2 separate regions of the Rattus norvegicus genome follow, and region 2 is linked to region 1. Evidence: chromatin contacts called from public Hi-C data. All regions are on one chromosome and are shown on one strand. The core of a region is the stretch at or near the end of the contact, and the rest is flanking DNA. Distances in the headings are between cores, read along the strand shown. Region 1 holds the start of Entpd4 (ectonucleoside triphosphate diphosphohydrolase 4). Region 2 has its middle 15 kb from the start of Loxl2.

Evidence for each region. A called contact is a pair of places that touch in the nucleus more often than the background predicts.
Region 2: a Hi-C map of the A7r5 cell line shows a contact between it and region 1, with 2.3 times the contacts expected there. The contact joins the enhancer-like site here to the promoter of Entpd4 in region 1. A contact is called at or near these places in 3 of 12 Hi-C or Micro-C datasets (the A7r5 cell line, the Rat2 cell line and hepatocytes).

Annotation. Positions count from the first base shown.
Region 1 is chr15:51,039,226-51,041,941 of GRCr8, forward strand. It overlaps Entpd4 (ectonucleoside triphosphate diphosphohydrolase 4), which reads left to right and starts at 1,449. Exons shown (of 13, transcript NM_001401664.1): 1 at 1,449-1,596.
Region 2 is chr15:51,076,987-51,079,712 of GRCr8, forward strand. No RefSeq gene overlaps it. Among named protein-coding and RNA genes, the nearest start is that of Loxl2, 15 kb to the right of the region's middle. Within about 2 kb of position 1,400, at least 1 of the 93 cell types and tissues checked has an H3K27ac peak or open chromatin away from gene starts, as enhancers often do. A contact at or near this core is called in the A7r5 cell line, where this site is marked.

The DNA.
Region 1 (2,716 bases), core at 199-2,698:
GAATCTGAGTAGAAGCCACAAGGCTCTAAGCAGGAAGGCTCCGGTTGCTCTGCCTGCAGTATTGAATTTCTTGCTGAACTGAATTTCAAGTCCAGCCGTATAACATTACCAGAAAGGGCAGGTGACCAAAGTTGGTGCTAGACCAAGGATTCTGTTTTAAGTTGGAAAATGACTGGGTCTGTGCCCACATGTTTTACCTAATAAATAGGACTTTATAAAGCTCTACACATAAAAATATCTTCAGGCGGCTATAGGGTGGTCCCATCTGTGGTCTAAGCCCTATACCCAGGGCTTCATCTCAAGTGTCACAGCTCTGCAAATTCAAAGCAAGTATCTGAGGTATGGAGGTGTGTTGTGGTTTGCCTTGGAGTTCTCTCTGTTTTGATGCTGATTCTGCTCCCCCAAGGATGGCTGCCTAGTCACGTACTCAGGACTCAGGTGACCTTATCAGGGGCTCCCACTGAATTTGTAAAATAAAGGCAAGAGCTCGAGATTTGGGCAGGGGGAGGAGTCGGGAGCGAGATGGGAGGAGTCAAGAGGAGGGGGGGAAAAAAAGGAGAAATCGAAGAGAGGAGTTGTGGGAGAAGGAGAAGCTGGAGACCTGGCAAATAGAAGGTGCAAGTGATGAGGGATTTGGGAGCAAGGAATAGGACAGTGTAGGGTAGATCTGCCCAATCTAGACGCTAGATTGTTTTCATATTAATCGAGTTGCGTTTTCTTTGTACGGGCCGATTCGGGTTAGAGAGGATACTACAACAGAGGTGCCTTGAGCTAGAAATACATTTTGGAGTCAGTATGCAGAAGCAAGCATTCTACCTTATTTCTCCCCAAAACCAGGTCACAGGATGTTTGGCTTGGGAAAGACAAAACACTGAGGAAATACCTTCCCATTTATAAAATAAGAGTTACTGACAGAAAGGAAAAATGTGCAGAACTGATTGGGTGAGATGACCCAGTGGATAAAAGTACTCGCCATGCAAGCTTGGGGGTCTGTGTTCGACGATCCCCTTCTGGAGAGAACCTTCGTCAGAAAATTATCCTTGACATGCCCAGACACGAGCTGCAGCACATGCACCCCACCACTCCTAATCATGCAATCATGCACACAAGAATGAATGAATGAATGAATGAATGAATGAATGAATGAATGAATGATAGTATCCTTTGGTTGAACTACAAGGCCTAGACCTTGCTAGACTGTTGTTTTCTAGAATGCTCCGGAGCACGAAGAAAAGATAAACCAGGGTCTCACCATCACCTTGCGGCTTGGGGACAGCCAGGCTAGCCAGAGGTGGCCAGGAACCACGTGGACCTGATTCATTCAGCCCAGAGGGAGCCCAGCGGGCGTCCAGAGGCTAACCCAGCTTGTGGTGCCAATCATTTGGTAGACCCCGCCCCACGCAGGCCCGTTTCCCCACCCTCCCCAGCGCGCGCGCTCTCGCCCCCTACGTGCGCGCGCCGGCGCGAGTTGTGACGTGACGTTGGCGGGCGCGCGCAGCGTGACTCCCGAAGGAGCCGAACCTCCGCAAAGCTGGTGGCCGGGATGCGGTGCGCTATTGGCCGCCCGCTCCCCCGGAGCCGCGGCCCGCCCAGCAGGTGAGGCCGGGGTCCGGAGGGGTGAGGGCAGCGGGAGGCCACGGCCCTGTCCAACCGACTCCCTCGCCATATCCGGGCGCCCCGCCGCACCCCCGTGACCCCGGTGACAGGTGCTTGTCCCCGACACCTTGCCGGGTCCCGGGAGCGCCCTGACCCCATGGCGAGTGTGGGCTGAGGGAGAAGGACTATTGATCCCGGGGCTGGATGGCCTCTGCCTGCCTCCCGAAATCTGACGACGACGCATGTAGCATCACGTATTTGCTTTGCTCTGCGCTTTGGGGAAGTTTCCTGTTAGAATCCCCCGTGGAAAAAATGTGGCGGAACGGGAGATCAGCGATGGTGCACGGTTGTCTTTCTCAACTTGAGTCATGCGTAGACTCTTTTTAAAGGGACAAGTCTCCCATTCTCAGGAATATAACTCCAGAACCTGCAGGGCGCCTCAGACCCCAGCTAGGTGAACACAGGTGCTGAGACCATTTGTCACCAGGAAACAAAAGAGATGATGCTACTCTCTGTTGATGTTTGTTATAATTCAAGACCTGCATGTTACATAGTAAACTAGAGGTCAGTAACAATCCTTAATTAGACACTTAGTTAACGTTAGGTTGAAGGCTTTATAAAGCTTTTGTGAGAGGAAACTACCTACACTTCCATCCTCAGAGGAGCCTAAGATCTGTGTCATATTATGTTTAAGTTGTCTGTTATCTGGTTTGTTAATTGTTTGACATAGTTACAGAACTATGCTTATTTTCTGTGAGTAGCTATTTTTTTTTTTTGCTTATCTTAATGTTGATTTAACATCTGTTTTAAAATTTATTATTATTGCATTGTGGGAGTGGATGATGGGGAGCGGGGCATGTACACATGCCTGCCCCCCATGACTGGAGTTTACAGAATAACTTTTTCTGAGGTTCCAGGAAATGAATTTAAATAGTTATGCTTGCAGGTTGAGTGCTTTGGCCTGCTGAGCTATCCTGCTGGCCCCCACCACTTGTTTTTGCTGCTCATTGAATTTATGGCTTGCATTCTTTTAGCTCTATCAGGAAGTGTGTGATATGAGACTTTGAGTCAAACATGAGAATTGGTCTAAGGGGTCTTCCCCCCAGTATGTGTTCAGTTT
Region 2 (2,726 bases), core at 150-2,649, 38 kb after region 1:
TATTAATTGATTTATATTATAAAGACACATAATAAGTGTTTAGGGACTGTTGAGCTTGGCGCCTTTTCACACTGAGCATCAGCATAGCATTCTCTCTAAAAAGTCCAGCTCTCTCAGGCTTACTGCTGAACTCCATGGGTCACCACAGATCGCCTACCCTGTCTTTGCCTTGCTTTGTCTTGTAGATGACTTGAACTCCAGGAACCAGACTTGGCATTCTCTTTTCTTAAAGGGTTCATCTTCTCTACCCAGATTTTAAAACAAAACAATAACAACAACAACAAAAGATTCAGAATCTTAACCTTTAATGAATCCTACCCAGCACCCTGAAATCTTTTTATTCTGGTTATGGTAGCACAGGAGAATTTTCTGAAGCACCCAGCCATTTTTCTGCTTTGACTTGAATATGCCCTGCAAAGTTCACACATTAGAAACGTAATCCCTAACTAAAATGCAATTCTTCATATTCCGCATGACTGAAGGCTCAGAAAAAAAAATGTAATTCTAAGAAAGAAGGAACTCAGAACTTTTGAGATGGTCCCTAAAATATTTATTATGTGTTTTTGTCATTTGCTCAATATAAAAGAATGTATATTCCTGTAAATAATAATCCAGCATGGTTGTAAGTGGGAGAGGGGTCTTGGTTTTGCTTTGGTTTCACTGGAAGATGGAGCCCAGGAACACCAAACAAGCACTCTCTCATGATTCCCCAAGGCCACCTCACAGTCCATAGCACTCAAATGGTCAGATACACTCAGCTTCACACAACTGGCTATGACTATGGTTTGTAGGATACTACACAAACACAACTCCAGCTCTAAGCTGTTTGCTATCACTTGAACGGATGCCAGAGATGCTTTGCCTAAAGAACACTTTCTAAACCTCCAGTTGTTAAACTTTGAAAAGAAAGCCTTTTCTTTATACTGCCTTCCTCCCCTGTAATATAGGACTGTCTCATGTGCATTCCCATCCCCCTGTGTGAGGGACCAAAGCAGATTGACCAGTGATGATTCAAGAGAAAGAAATCCTCCAAGGACTGAGTCTGAGTAAGGAAAATTGGACCTGTGAGATGGCTCAGTAGGGAAAGGTGATTGCATGTCAAACTTGACTCACTAGAGTTTCATGTCCAGAATCCATGTAAGGTGGATAAAGAGAACTGACTCCATGAACTTGTCTTCCGACCTTCATGTGCCATAGTACAAAAGCATGCACATACTTTCTACACACACACACACACACACACACACACACACACACACACACACACACACACACACACACACACACAGCAATAATAATAAGGGAGATTGTGAGGATTAGAGAGTTCTAATAAAAGCAGGAAGCACAGCCCTGGTGTTCAAGATGGGCAAGGCCAGGGTGGGGGCGTGGGTGGTGGTTATATAGTCCTTCCACTAGGTGGCGCTGTGAACTATCTTGAGTTCAAATCATTGTATTTCTCTCACAAAAGGATTTATCTTCTCTCCTCTCCTCTCTTCCTCCTTCTCTCTGTCTCAGCCCATATCATGTAATCCAGTCTAATAAATCTCCTTTATTGACACACAGACACACACGCACGCTAACATTATGGTTCTTCTATAGACCCCTGCTTAATAACACCCAGTTGTCTGACTTTTAACATGACAAGCTCGCAAAACTTAATTCAGATCATGTTAAGGGGGGTTGGGGTTGAATCAGCTCTGAAATTGCACTTGAGCTGCCATAGAAACGGCCTCTAAGGCCCTATACAATACAAATTCCCACTGTTGCCTGAGAGATAACATTTTAGATATATTGAATTAAATAAAAAAATATTCAACTAGAGGTGTGACTGAATGGAGACAAATTTCAAACTAAGTTAATTGATTATGTTTTTTCTTCAAGTTGACAACCCAAAACCTTAGTAGTGCCTTCTAGTTCCAATAGACCTAAAGTAAAACTACCATATATTTCACATCTGTTGTTTCTTGGAAAGTGACTTGAGTCAATCTTTGACACAAGTAATGACCTGGTTCTAATAAAAAGGAAACTACTCATACCTTCTGGCAGACTACGCCTCTCCCAGAGGTCTCCTAAAGAGCTGTGTACAAGCTCGGTGTAGCACACTCCTCTGGGCAGCCAAGAGCTAGCTGACCCTATCAAAAGAGAGGAAGGTGTGAGAGAGATGGGGGGGGGGGTAGGAGAGAGAAAGGTTCCACTGCAGGGTAGAGAGCTGGTGTTTCTGAACAAGCACAAAATAGACACAGAACTGCATCCTTTTAGACATGGGTGAGTTCAAGCCGTAAAGCAAGCCTAGAAACCAACAGTTACCATCCTTCTCATACTTGAGGTGCAGAGTTGAAATGTCAGTGAAGCACATGACTAGAGAAGGAAGAGCTGGGACTTAAACCTGGGCAACATCACCATGGCACACAATCGCAGGTGCTGCACAGAACTGTTTGAAAATGGCCAAAATGGAATAGCCTGTGTATTTACCCCCAGTGTGCTGTTTTGAAGGCTTTCTCTGAGTCTTTGTCTGTCTGTCTGTCTGTCTTTCTCTCTTCCCTCATCCCTCTACCCCCAAATATAGGCAGCCTTCTCTTTTCCACATTCCTAGCACTATGATTTTAAGCCTTTTCTTAAACCTTGAGCCAAAATAAACAATTCCTTCCTTTAGGTCTTTCAGGTGTGTGGGTCAGAACTTCTGAAAGCTACCTAACTTGGCATTTTATGTTTTTTTACAAGTATTG